Regions from separate parts of the Macaca mulatta genome. Here region 1 is linked to region 2. The links are chromatin contacts, called in public Hi-C maps. All regions are on one chromosome and are shown on one strand. Each heading gives the region's core, a stretch centred on a gene start, on an enhancer-like site or on the middle of the called end of the contact. The rest is flanking DNA. Distances are from core to core; before and after follow the strand shown.

Evidence for each region. Hi-C and Micro-C count contacts between places; a contact is called where the count stands out from the background.
Region 1: a contact with region 2 is called in a Hi-C map of liver, with 2.1 times the contacts expected there. The contact joins the promoter of PLAGL2 here to the promoter of TM9SF4 in region 2. A contact is called at or near these places in 2 of 14 Hi-C or Micro-C datasets (cortical neurons and liver).

Annotation. Positions count from the first base shown.
Region 1 is chr10:85,024,441-85,031,747 of T2T-MMU8v2.0, forward strand. It overlaps PLAGL2 (PLAG1 like zinc finger 2), which reads right to left and starts at 3,739. Exons shown (of 3, transcript XM_015149266.3): 1 at 3,637-3,739. POFUT1 (protein O-fucosyltransferase 1) reads left to right here and starts at 3,876. Exons shown (of 8, transcript XR_013399774.1): 1 at 3,876-4,061; 2 at 6,027-6,148.
Region 2 is chr10:84,932,229-84,939,648 of T2T-MMU8v2.0, forward strand. TM9SF4 (transmembrane 9 superfamily member 4) reads left to right here and starts at 3,717. Exons shown (of 18, transcript NM_001260631.1): 1 at 3,717-3,743. The coding sequence starts at 3,729.

The DNA of each region.
Region 1 (7,307 bases), core at 2,489-4,988, 92 kb after region 2:
AAGGCCTGTGACGTCTGGCTTTCATTGTTTAAGTCCCCTCCTCCTTTGCAAGGGTGGAATTACCTGTAATACCAGCGATTACTATGCACCTTGGAATTGAGCAGACAGTGTGCTCGAGTGTGCATGTTTAGATTGGAGGGAATTACCCCTACCTTCAAAGTCAAATTCTACTCCCCCTTCATTTTGAAATCATGCACCTCAGCCTCTGGAAAGTTGGGAATGGCAGCCAGAAGGAAACACGTCACATCAGTTTGGCTGATGTGAGAGAGGAGCCTAGCCCTGGAAACTCCACACAAACTCAGAAAGAGAACATTACGTCCCCACCTCCCACACGTCCACCTCATCTGTTCTGAACAAGCACAAACAAGACACAATAGTTTAGTAGGCTGCTACCGAAAGAGTGAGTAATGGGCTTCTAGGAAAGAGGCTGGTGGTGGCTAAGGAGCTTGTACTGATAGAACCAAAGGAGGAAAGCAGCAGCCATGCGCTCACCGTGATCTGCTTTTAATGGAGTTATGTCTTCACAAAGAGCCAACACCCTGATCCTACTCTCCTACACTTTTCAAAAGGCACAGGAAGTCCCTACCTACAGTCACCAGCAGCCTCTTGGATAACCAAAGCTGCTAGTGTTACCTATGAACCCTTTTGGGGATCTAGTCTGTCTCTCTCTCTGCCCTTTGTCTGCAAACTCCTCTGATCCAGAAACATTCCTGGGTTTGTCTCACATAATCAGAAGGTCTGTTCCTTCAGACTTGTCCTTCCTCAGCAAAACTGTGAAAGAATTCTACTTCTCTTTCAAAGCTGCTCTTCTGGTCTCACATTTTAATCTTAACGACTATAGACTACAGAGAAGCTGACAGAACCTGTTTCCATAAAACAAACACAATCCTTCCCAGTTACTGGCATAACTCAGTATATTTGCAGCCTAAGATTCTTTCTAGTGCCTGATCTGAAAGGGGAAAGAACCTTGGACTTGCTATCAGAAGAGCTGCCACTTACTAACCGGGAAACCATAGGCAGTTTACTTTATTTCTCTGAACCTCAGTTTCCTCAGTTTCTAAAACAGGGATTTATTTTCCTTACCTGTAAGATTCGTATAGAGGATTAAGTGAAATAATACTCTTGAAAGTGGCTGATACAAAATGTGTGCTGAATACACGCAGTGCCTTCTCTGAGGTCTCAGCTGTGTCTGCCTCTTTTTCCGCATGAGGCCTGAGTAGTACTTCTTTTTTCCTCTTTAATGTTACTTCTCAGGCCTCAGAGTGAGTTTCCTTCCTTTCCCAACCTCTCCCCCAGAATGCAGTCTTCCCCTTTTCCCTCACAACTAACCCTCGGCACATCCCCTTTAAAGAGCCCTTTACTTTACCTCCCTCTAAGCACCATATCCCGGGCCAGAGTTCTCTCTTGAGCAGACAGCCACTTTCCTATACCCTCTTCTATTATTAGGGCTCCATATCCCAAACAGGAATGCTTGCTAAAAACTCTGTATGGTCCTCTTTGGAAGCTGAAACTGAGACATATTTCTCTCCAGTCTGTCCATCCCCTGTTATGTGCCATGATGCCTGCTGCCCTCTGATGAAACTATAGTTTTTATGGTGTTACATCATTTCTATAGAAACTGCGTTCTTTCTCCATTATTAGCCTGTTTCCTCATCTGTAAAGCTAAAAATACTTACCTCACAGGCTTGCTGTAAGGATTATTTTAGTGAGGTATGCAAAGGGTTCAGCACAGGGCTTGGCCTGCTAGAAGTACCCAACAAAAGAGAGCTATTATCTTTGTCTTTGTATTGAGTTGCATGTTTCCACCTTCTGCTACCACACTCAAATTCTCCTAACTCCCCCTAAAAAACTGTTAAGAGATAACATCCCTGCACAAGGAAAGGGTTAATCTTTGAGTGTTCTTAACTAAAGAGACCCACAGAGGATTAACAGCTCCACTTCAGTGACTACCCTAAAATAGCTTTTATCCTCCTGCCCAAGAGTTACTTGGGGATCTGAAGAACTCAATTCAACACCTGCCGGAGGAAATAGACCCGGAACGTTCCTTGGGGTAGAATCTTCCCTAAAGCAGAACCTAAAATAGCAACTGGGAAATTATAAATAGACTTAGAGGAAAGAAAAAAAAAAAAAAAAAAAAAAACAGATCCTGATCTCGGAACCAGAAACAAATCCTAAAGACACACTGGTTGGCTGGAAAACAGTGAGAAGAGGGGAAATGGGAATGCTGTCGCCCCCTTCCCCCCGCCCACTCCAGAGTGGTGGGAGAATTAAATTACAGGGAGGCTGGAGAGTCTCAATGACTTGCATCATTCCAAGAAACATCAAACAGGATTAACAGGGGTTGGATTTACTCGCAGGCTGCTAATTCTTCTGTCAGTGTAGATGGGCCCTCTTTAGAGTCCCTTTGATTCACTATTTCCTCAGATTCCTGCTGCCTCCCACTCCTGGGGAGGCCTTGAACAAATGGCTGCAACTCATCACAACCCCATTTTCATGGGGAGAAAACCTGATTCGACACCCCCGCCCCCAATCTGGTGGCCTCACTTTAGGAGAGAAGGGTTAGAAACCCAAGGCCAGACTCACAGTCCCATGGCTGACAGGTGGAAAAACACACAAGCCAGGAGACAGGCTATGCTTGCAGGTGAAAGCACCGATTCCCCCACACACCTGTCCCCATATCCTCCTCCTAACAGGGCCCTTTCTCCCCACCAAGGTGGGCCACAGCCTGGTCCCAGGCCAGCTTTTAGACCACCCCACTGTGGTGTGGGAAAGGTTCAATTTCCCCGAGCCTGGGAGAGATGGGAGTAGATGAGGGCTGGAGAAGCAAGGGAAATTCAGGGAGAAGTCTGGAGGGAGTCTCCGGGATGGGAAGGAAGAGCCGGGATGGGAAGGAAGAGCCAGGATGGGAAGGAATCGTGAGCAAGTTTCCTGGGTCTCTAAGGGATCCCCACAAGAATGAGATGGGGGATTCTAAGGGTTTGAGGGCTGGGGGGTTGGGGATAGTCAGAAGTGAATCCTCCGAATTTCAAGAGGGTCTCAAAATGGGTAACAGGATGGAAGATGTCGAAAGCTTGGGAGTATGGCCACTGAGGAGGGAACTACAGGTGGGGCTTATCCGACTTCTCCAGACCCAGATATTTGAGGGAAGCCTCAAAGGGGGTTACATAAGTCTGAAAAATGAAACAGGGTACAGAGCGGGCTATCTGGAGCAGCAAAGGGGGTTATGTGGGTCTGGGTAGGCGTGTCGGAGGGAAGGAGCAGGTGCAGCTTATCTGCGTCCCCCAGACCCGGGTCCCTGGTAAGGTCAGCAGCGCGTTATCTGGGTCTCCAGGGAGCCTGGGGGTCGGGAGTGGGGGTCCCTCAGGACTGCGTCTCCAGGTCTCGGAAGGGAGGGGACCAGTGGCCTCCTCGGGTCCCCCAGACACAGGTATGGGGTCCAGGGAGAGTTTTCGTCACCCCAGGGCCTATCTGAGGCCGGGTTGGCGCAGACCGGGCCCCGGATCGGGGGTGTGGGCGACCGCGCTGAGGGGCCCGAGATGAGGAGCGCCGCCGCTCCGGGTACAGGGCGCGCGGACCCAGCGAGACGGCCTCCCGCCCCGCTCCCCGCCGTCCCCTGGGGCCCTCGCCGGCACTCACCGCGCTCGGGGCCCCGCGCTGCGGGCCGGGCCGCGCTCGGGCTCCGCCAGGCCCGCTCAGGCCCCGGTAGTGGCGGCGGTCGGGCCATTGTGCGGTGCATTGTGGGAGCCGCGCGAGCGGGCGCTCGGGTCGTGGAGGGGGCGGTGCCGCGGGATCTCTATGGTCCCGCCCGCCCGCGGGCTAGAGCGGCCGGGGCGGTGCGCGGGCGGCGCGCAGGGACCGCCGGGAGCGGGGCGGGCGCTTGCGTTCCTCCTTCTGTCCCCGACTGTTCGCCGCGGCTGTCTCGGGTTCCCGGGCCGACATGGGCGCCGCCGCGTGGGCACCGCCACTGCGCGTGCCTTTCCTGCTGCTGCTTCTGCCGCTCCCGGGGATGCCCGCGGGCTCCTGGGACCCGGCCGGTTACCTGCTCTACTGCCCCTGCATGGGTAAGGCCTCCCGAGCCCTCTGCTCAAATGGAGAAATCGAGGCCGGGAGAGGAGAAGCAACTCCTCTGATGCGCCCAGAGACACCTTCACAGGTCCAGGAGGGAACCTCAGAGCGGGACAGGGCATGCTCTTCTCTCTGCCCTAGTTGCAAGGGCACAGGGGGGCCAACGTGTCCAGCCTTCCATTTGACAGATGAGAAAACTGAGGCTGGGAGAGGTTATGTGACTTGCTAGAGGTCTAAGCTAGCCCAGGGTCCAGTAAATGGAGTTACTGGGGCAGGACTTGATGTCACTGACCCACGCTGGCTCCTGGTGATTTTTCATTCATTCAGCAAATATTTATGGGGCACCTATTCTGTGCCAGGCCCTGTTCTCTGTGCTGGGAATACCGCAGTGAATAAGATAAACTCCGCGTCCTTGTAGAGCCTTCATTTTAGTTGGGGAAGACAACCAATAGAGAATAAGTAGGCCAGCCGCGGTGGCTCACTTCTGTAATCCCAGTACTTTGAGAGACCGAGGCAGGATCACTTGAAGCCAGGAGCTCGAGATCAGCCTAGGCAACATAGTGAAAATCCAATCTCAAAAAAAGAGCATGGTATCATGTGCCTGTAGTCCCAGCTACTTGGGAAGCTGAGGTGGGAGGATCTCTTGAACTGAGGAATTTGAGGCTGCAGTGAGCTCTGATCTTGCCACTACACTGCCAGCGTGGGTGACAGAGTGAGACCCTGTCTCGAAACAAGCAAACAAACCCAGTAAGGGATAAACATAAAACAATAAGTACATAGTTTCATAGAGGGTGATGAATACTAAGGGGAAATAAAGAGAGCAGGGTAGGGAGAATCTAAAGGCCATGCCAGGTGCACAGTTGAAATGGGTGTGGTGGATCATCATTGTGGAAGTGGATGATCTTAAGGCCCCCAATGGCTTCCAGACTCCTGACCATGGCTTTCAGGGCCCTGCATGAGGTAGCCTCCACTGGCCATCTCCACAACTCCCTTCTCTGCTGATCCTCCAGCTGCAGCCACACTTATCTCCTTTGCGTTCCTCACACATGCTCAGGTCTTCCAGTCTGCACTGCTGCAGGTGGCAGTCCCTATGCCTGGAACCCTCTCCTCCATTTCTGCCTGACCACTGTTTCCCATCCTTTAGATCTCAACCTAAATGTCACCAGAAAGGATTTCACTGACCTCTACCCAAGTAGTCTCATTACCCTATCACCAAACTTTTTCCATCTCTTTCTGGCGATTATCAACATTTTTCATGTATTTGTTATATGTTTAGTGTCTCCCCAGTGAACTGTGAGTGCCTTGGGGGCAGAAGCCTTGTCCTTCTTGTTCATTCCTGTATCCCAGCACCTAGCACAGAGTCTGGCACATTGTGGCCTCTCAGTCATATCTGTGAAATGAACGAACAGATGGCACGCTGGGATTAACAAAAGGAAGTACACAGGGTCCTTGCTTCTGAGGCATTCACAGGCTGAGGAATCAGCCAGTACAAAGGCCAGGAAGTGGATAAAGATATTTGAGGAAAATTGAAGAACTGAAGTAACTCAGAGCCAAAGTGGGAGGTAAAGGAGGAGAGTGAGTATGGCAGGGGATTGGTGAAAGGAGCCCAGTGAATGAGGCATTCGAGTTGCCCTTCCATGTGCAGGTGAATGGAGATAAAGGTAGAAGGGCTCTTCTGGCTGAGGGACAGCAAGATCAGAGGCATTGGGTGGGGACGGGAATTGTAGAGCATGTTGGGAAAACAGCAAGAAGCCTGGAGTGGCAGAAGCAGTTGTTGCAGGACCTGAAGAGCCTTGGATATCAGACCCAAGAGTCCAGACTTGTTCTTATGCTGCCAGGTCCCCTAGTTCTCCTTGGTATCCCTGACTTTCTACCCCTGGCTCCACAACCTTTCTGAGCCCTGCATGCTCTATGCCTTCCATGCCCCAGGCCTCACCTCACCCACAATGTACCATTTCCAGGGCGCTTTGGGAACCAGGCCGATCACTTCTTGGGCTCTCTGGCATTTGCAAAGCTGCTAAACCGCACCTTGGCTGTCCCTCCTTGGATTGAGTACCAGCATCACAAGCCTCCCTTCACCAACGTGAGTACTTCCCCCTGACCTTGACCCTTCTCTGCCCTTCCTCAGTCTTGCTTACTTACACTTAACCCTCAAGTCCTCTGGGCTTTACCTCCCACTCCTCTGAGATTGCCCTACCTCCAGCCAGAACTGTCTTCACTGCAATAACAATGCCTAACATTTATCCAGCACCTGTTGTGTGTGGCTGCATGAGAATTAGCTCATTTCACCCTCATCACTTGCCTGTGAGGAAACCGGGGTTTACAGAGGTTAGGTAACTTGCCCAAGATCACACAGCCTGTGAGTAGGAGAGCTGGAATTCAAAGCCTTCTTTGTCTGACTCCAGAGCCTGTGACTTGAACCTAAAGCCTCCATTTCCTTCCCTGATTGGTCCTACCCTCTGTGCATTCCATTGGCCAAGGGTGGTAGATGCTCTTATCAATTTTAAAGGAGACATGCAGGAACAGGTTATTTAATAATATGTCCAAGGCCACAACCCAGGCAGTCTGGCTTCAGTGCCTCTCACCCCATCAAGGGGCTCCCTTGTCATGCGATGCTCACCGGCCCCCAGTTCCTTGCTTATTCTTTGTGTCTTCCAGTGACCCTGTGTCTTTGTTCATATTGTATCTCCCGGAGCCTGACAGTAGGAACTTAATTAATATTTGATGAATTGACTTAATAATTTTTCAGTAGACATCAGAAATAATACTTAGTGTGAACAAAACACTTAATTTCATTCTTACAACTTTTTCTCTGCATAGATTTTACTTTTTCCTTTGCATGCCAGTATTTACAGAGGTTGTGAGATGGAGTCTTTTTTTTTTTCTTTTTTTTTGGGATGGAGTGTTGCTCTTGTTGCCCAGCATGGAGTGCAGTGGCGCGATCTCGGCTCACTGCAGCCTCCACCTCCCAGGTTCAAGCAATTCTCCAGCCTCAGCCTCCTGAGTAGCTGGGATTACAGGCATGTGCCACAGTGCCCGGCTAATTTTGTGTTTTTTGTAGAGACGGGGTTTCACTGTGTTGGTCAGGCTGGTCTCAAACTCCTGACCTCAGGTATTCCACCCGCTTCAGCTTCCCAAAGTACTGGGATTACAGGCGTGAGCCACCGCACCTAGCCTTTATGGAGGTTTTGAACAGCAGTCAAAAGCCTGAGTACCTGAGATCGTAGTCTGACTTGGGTTCT
Region 2 (7,420 bases), core at 2,467-4,966:
TTAACATTTTTTCTCCATCACTTTAAGTCTAGACCAGGGTTTGGCAAACTATGGCAAACTACGCTTTATTGGAACACAGTCATGTCTATTATTTATGTAATGTTTGTGGCTGCTTTTGTACTAAGATGGCAGAGTTGAGTAGTTGTAACAAAACCGTATGATTGGCAAAGTCCAAAATATTTACTAATCTGGCCCTTTACAGAAAAAAATGTTGCCAGCAAAACAAAAATTCAAGCCCCGATTGGTAGCACTTCTTGATTTTTGTGGTGTCAACATTCCCACCATGGTGAATTTCAAGCTACCAACCAGAGCTGCATGATGATTTTCATGGGCACTTTTGCCTTTGTGGAACATTTCCTCCATAACATATATATATATGTTACATATATATGTTACATATATATAAAAATTATATATATTTTATATTTATAAATAGAAATAATATATAGTTATGTACTTATATTAAATATAGATAATAGTTTACAGCTGCAGTGTTTCCATATCTTGGCTATTATGAATAATGCTGCAATAAATATGGGGGTGCAGACATTGATTTCATTCCCTTTTGGATATATATTCAGAAGTGGGATTGCTGCAACATATGGTAGTTCTATTGTTAATTTCAATTTTGATGAACATTCATACTGTTTTCCATAGTGACCGTACCAATTTACACCCCTACCAACAGTGCACAAGAGTTCCCTTTTCTCCACATCCTTGCCAATACTTATTGTGTGTCATTTTGATAATAACAGTTCTAAGAGGTGTGAAATGACTGCTTATTGCGGTTTCAATTGACATTTCCCTGATGATTAAGGATGTTGAGCACCTTTCCATTTACCTGCTGGCCATTTGTCTGTCTCCTGAGAAATGTCTGCTTAGATCTCTTGCCCATTTTTAAACCAGGTTATTTGGGAGTTTTTGCTATTGAGTTGTTTAAGCTCCTTATATATTTTGGATATTAACCCCTTATCAGATCGTTTTTGATTGGTAAATATTTTCTTTAGCTCTGGCGGTCACCTTTTTACTCTCTTGTTTCTTTTGCTGTGCAGAGCTTTTAAGGTTGATGCAATCTCACCTGTCTATTTTTCCTTTTGTTTCCTGTGCTTTTAGTGACATATCCAAAAAATCATTGCCCAAGCCAATGTCAAGTTTCCCCATGTCTTCTTCTAGTAGCTTTACAGTTTCTGGCCCTATAAGTCTGTAATCCATTTTGAATTGATTTTTGTATATAGTATGAGATAAAGGTCCAATTTCATTCTTTTCCATATGGATATTCATTTTCAGGGATGATGAAAATGTTCTGGAGATGGAGGATGGTAATGACTGGCAACATTGTGAATGTAGTTGATGTCACTGAATTGTGCACTTAAAAATGATTAAAATAGTCAATATTTTGTTACGTATATTTTACAACAATGAAAAAAACTTAGGCCAGGTTCAGTGGCTCACACCTGTAATCCCAGCCCTTTGGGAGGCCAAGGCAGGCAGATCACTTGAGGTCAGGAGTTCTAGACCAACCTGGCCAACACAGCGAAACCCCATCTCTACTGAAAATACAAAAACTCAGCTGGGCTTGGTGGCATGCACCTGTAATCCCAGCTACTCAGGAGGCTGAAGCAAGATAATTGTTTGAATCCGGGAGTCAGAGGTTGTAGTGAGCTGAGATCATGCCACTGCACTCCAGCCTGGGCAACAGAGTGAGACTCCATCTCAAAAAAAATATTTTTTTGGAAAGAAAAAGAGAAACTTGCCCATGTTATGGAGCTAATGAGTGGTAGAGATGGGCTCTGAACCCAGGCAGTCTAGTTCTAGGATTCTGGCTTATGTCACTAAAAGAGATTGGGATGTGAAAGCCCTTTAGGGGAAAATACAAAGCATGAGAAGAAAAAAACGGAAATACTAAAAAATAATAAGCCATTTATGGAGCTTTGCTCCTTATCAGTTATCCTTCTTCAGGCAGCTAGAAATGGTGGGAAACACTCAGGATCGAAGCTCTAGAAAAACTGGTTCCAAGTTTGGAACATATGAGACTGCAGCAAATTCCTCCTAGTCTCTCAAGCTTCCTCCTCCTTGGGGTTAATAGCCAATCTTCCAATCTTTGGAATGGTTGTGCCGGTCACAAGAGTTAATGGGTGTGTGTTTCAATGATCTATTCCTGAAATGATCTATAATAAACCACCCCATTCTAAAACAGCTGGGCTCAGCTGGGCAGTTCTTTTGGTCCACATGGGGTTCATGAGGTTATTCATGTAGCTGCATTCAGCTAGCAGCTCAGTGGAGGCTGGAATGTCCAAGATGACTTCAACTACTTATTACAGTGCTCAGCTGGAGTTTCTGGGATGTCTTGAGGAGTTGGCTGGGCCTCCCTCTCTCCAGGTGCCTTTTCAGCAGAGTAGCTACACTTCTTTATAACTAAGATGGTAGAATCAGGCGTTTTCAATCCTCTTAAGGCCTAGGCTCAGTACTGGCAGAATCACTTGTAGCACATCCTATTAGTCAAAGCAACCAACATGACCAGCCAGATTCAACATCATGTAAAACAGAGTCTATCTCTTGAGGAGGGAAACCGTATGCTCATCATGCAAGGATGGACAGAACCAGATGGCAGCTATCTGCAGAGAATCCACCACAGTGGTGCCCATAGGTGGGGATCAGAGTTCAACTGTCCCTTGCCCCCTAGAATTAGATAAAAAGGGTCTTATGAACTGTTTTAGCACAATGCCAAGTGCTGCAGCACACACCAAATGCTCAGCAAGTGCTGATGATTATTATTAACATTACTATTCTTTTAATAGCTTTTTAAAATAGTCTAAGATGGCACTGTATTCAGTTTAAAGTGATATCCATGGGCCAAATGAACTTTGAGTTCTTTCCTAACCTTAATACCATGATTCTTTGAGTCTCTTTTTTACAGATTTGGAAACTGAGTCTTAGGAAGATTGCGTGACTTATCTGGAGTTACATACTAAGCTGGTGCATGACGTCCACGTTCAGAGATATCTCCCTCCACTGAATATGCTGGTTTTCACTCCTTCACTTAAAAAATAATGTATTGGGCACCTACCACAAGCCCAAAGGAGTATAATAAACATATACTGACAATTATTTATTGAATACATCCTATTTAATATTGTGTCACTGAATCCTCATCACAAGCCTATGATGAACCCCCTTCCCATTTTACAGATGGGAATGAGGCAGAGCAAGGTTAAAATAAAAAACAAACAAAAAACAGGGTCTGTCCTCATAGGGATTACAGTCTACTAAAGAGGATATAGGACAGTCAAACAAATAATTAAATATATAATTACAAATTGTTCTTGGAGTCGGACTGCCCTTGGAGCCCGAGTGCCCACCCTCTCCCTCAAATCAAGGTCTCAGGTAGCCCTGGCAATGGGTCTTCCTGCCAGTAGTAAAGATGGCGCTGAGACCACGAGCGCATTTTCACACACCCCCATTACCCACAATGCAGCGGGGATAGGGGAGGCTCAGTTTCTGCCAGGAGCTAATATGGCTTCCATAGTTACACCGTTCTCTCTCTTCAACTAATCAGTGACCTTACTTTCCCAGACCAGACTGTGGAGCAGGAGCTAAGACTCCTTTTACCCTCTGCTGACCGCTGCTACAGGAGCGGTTGAAGCTAGGCGACCACCTTGCGGAGTTAAACTCCGTAACCTGGGAGCACCACTTCCGCTGACGTCATTACGGCGACACGTGGATCCAAGATGGCGACGGCGATGGTGAGTGAAGGAGACTCCGGGAGCGGGAGCTGGAGCGGGGCCCTCCGGGGTATCCCAGGATCTTCCAGCACCCCATGCCTGACCCTGAGCCACCTCCGGGACCCCTGACTCAGGCCTGAGGGCTGCCTCTGACTGGGCTGGTCTCCCCCGAGATCCACCTCCCCGGTCCTGCCCCTGCACTCAGGCTTGTCAAGGCCTCAAGTTTTGGGGGAGGCGCCGTTTTGGAGAGAGACCTTGGCTCCTACCTTCGCCGGTTCCCATTCTCCTTTTGGTCTCCGCCCACTGTGAGCCCCATTTTCCAGTTTTCACCTCCCAGTCCTGACCCCTCTGAAGACCCTCGCCCCCGTTATTCTCATCCTTGCTCCTCCCCGTCACGTCCAGACCCTGCTCTCCCCGCCTCCCCACCATCCTAACCAGTCCGCGGATGTGACCTCCCCTCTGACCACCCTCCCAGCCCAAGCGCTGCCTCAGATCCTTTGCAGAGCCCTGTCCTCACTTACACTCATAGCTGTCCCCATCCCGCACTCCTCTTGACTGCCGCTACCCCAGAGCTTGCCCTCACTTACCCCACCCCCATCTTTCATCCCTAGACGCTTCCCTGCGCCTCCTGTCTTCTCTCAGTCAACTCCCTGCCCCTCTTCTAGGGGCCTTTTACCCTGTTGGTTCTCAAACTTTACTGTGCGAAAGAATCTCGGGCTGTGCAGGAGGAGGCGTGCTAAAAATGCAGTTTCCTGAGCAGCCCCACTCCCAAAGATTCTAATTCCATAGGGCCAGGTGATGCCCAGAAATCTGCCCTTTTATAAGCACTCCAGTGATTATGGTGGAGGTGGTCTGCGAACTACGTTTTGAAAAACACTAATAGCACCACCTCACTGCTGTCCTTCCCCTTCCCTAACATGGCCACACAGCTCGTTAGGGATGAAGGCTCATTATGATGAAGCTATATGTTGGGATGAAGTCTGTGTGGATGAGGGTGGAGGTAAAAGAGCCATGCTTGGAAGTTGGGTCAGAGCTTGCGGGCTCCTGATGCAGAACCCTGGAAGTAAATCTTTGAAGGACTGGCCCTTCTTCCAAAAGTTTAGTTCAAATTCTGATCGTCAAGAGACCAAAACTAAAATTGAAGTCACTTAGTTCAGAATGATTTGCTGGATCTTCCTGCTTACTGCTTCGTCAGCAGATAATTTCATCCTGGGAGTGAATGACAAGGAAGGCTCAGAGAAAAGGAAATGACATTTGATTTTAGCAAAGGAAGATTCTGGCTTAAATAATTTGGTGTTGGTTTTCTCCAAACAGGTATATATTATTGACTAGTAGCAGTTTTCCCTCCTTCTCTTAGCTGACTGAGAACTTATCTTTTGTTTAATGAGGGATTCCTTATTTAGAACTTCAGAGGTCACGTAAAAAGATTTCATGACCTTACCTGGTTTCTGTGGTTTCAGACTTCAGGCTGAACCATGAATGGAGCAAATCCTCAAAGTAGTATATTGAAACTTGTATATATATATATGTATGTATATATATTCTGGTGCACATTCAGAACAAAGATGGTGTAAGAACTTAACAGGAAATCACACCCTCTCTTGCTATAAGGAAAACATTGAATAAAGTGAATAAAGTGGTATTTACAGCACTGCACTGGGAAATCCCTGCCTTGGTCAGAGATTTTTAAGAGGTTATAAGTTAGCCATACATATATGTGGTACACATCTATTTAGTCAACAAGTATTTGAGTACCGATTCTGTTCCATGAACTAGGGGTGTAGCTGTGAATTAGAGGGTCAAGGTCCCTACACTTGTGGAGCCTTTCTAGTTTGAGGAGACAGGCAGTGAACAAGTAAATACATAAACAAAATAATGTCACCAGTAAATGCTGTGAGGACAGCAAAATGAAGTGATAGTGATTGGGGTGACTAGATGACACAACTACTTTGGATTGAGTGGCCAGAAAGAAGTCTCAGAGGAGGTGACTTGAGTTGAAACATAATTAACAAGAAGGAACCAGCCATTCAAAGAATATTCCAAGCAAAGGAAATGGCAAGTGTAAGGGGCCGAGGTGGGAGGGAGCTTGGTGGTTTTGAGGAACACACAGAAGGCTGGAGGAGCCAAGCATGGTGAGGGTTGGGGTAGGAGAGAATGATACAAGATGAAACTGGAGGGAAGCAAGAGCAACTGTTTTGAAAAGCATGCCTGGAATTGGGATGGACTGCAGTCTACATTTTGTTGACGGTCAATTGCATTTTGAAATAGAGTGTTGTATTAGGCTGCTTCCCCTTCCCATCCCCTTGAGGACAGTACTTGAAGGGAGCCAGCTTGTTCTCAGTTGGCACAGAGGCTGTGGAAAGGAGTTTGGATTTTAGTCTAAGCACAGTGGAAAGGACGGAGATTTTGCCCAGCACAGTGACTCAACCTGTAATCCCAGCATTCTGGGAGACCAAAACAGGGAGATCGCTTGAGCTCAGGAGTTTGAGACCGGCTTGGACAACATGGCAAAACCCTATCTCTACAAAAAAAAAATACAAAAGGAAAAAATTAGCTGGGCTTGGTGGTGTGCACCTGTAGTACTAGCTACTTCGGGGGCTGAGGTGGGAGGATCACTTGAACCTGGGAGGTCAGTACCAAGGATACAGTGAGCCCTGATCACAGCACTGCACTCCAGCTTTGGCAACAGAGCGAGACCCTGTCTTAAGAAACGACAACAGGCCGGGAGCAGTGGCTCACGCCTGTGATCTCAGCACTTTGGGAGGCTGAAGCAGGCGAATCACTTGAGGCCAGGAGTTCGACACCAGCCTGGCCGACATGGTGAAACCCTGTCTACTAAAAATACAAAAATTAGCCGGGTGTGGTGGCACGCACCTGTAATCCCAGCTACTCGGGAGGCTGAGGCACGAGAATCGCTTGAACTCAGGAGGTGGAGGCTACAGTGAGCCAAGATCGTGTCACTGCACTCCAGCCTGGGCGACAAGAGTGAGACCCTGTCTCGCAAAAACAAAACAAAACAAAAACCACCACCAACAAAACCCTGAAAGTACGGTGATTTAGCATTTGTTGTGCCATCTGGGAGTATTGTACTGAAAAAGTAACTGATTTAAAGAAACTGAATATGTAATGTATGCAGTGACACGCAGAGGCCAGTTTAAAGGGTGCATATGGAGAAACTTCGTATCTGGTGCAATAGTGAAAAGGTGTGGAAGCAAATTTATTATGGGGGTATGTGAGTAAGGGGCAAAGTGGAGTCACAGGGTTGAGTTTGATCTGTGTCAGCACTTCATTACACGGAAGTCAGAATAGTCCCCACTCCCTCATACACACCCTCATTTCATAACCATTGGTGGGGGGTGAGGGGTGCGGTAGATCTACTTTGGAGTGTATGGGTCACTGACATGAGTCATACAGACAAAGAGGAACTGAACTAGTGGATTCAGTGGCCGTGGGAACAGCCGGGTTTTTGGTTTGTCCTTTGTTTTGAAAGTTAGGGTTGTGGGTGCAAGTGCAGTGGCATGTGAGCCTTTCCATTTCTCTCCTTGGTGAATGGCTCTTCTTCCCCAAGCGTTGGGCTGCCGTCTCCCAGAACGACGTTAGTATAGAGGGTGTTTCCTGAACCTGCAGGGCAAGACTTCTCCCTCCATGAAAGATAGCTGGTATAAACTGAAGTTCTCTTTGATTTTCCTGTCTTCTTC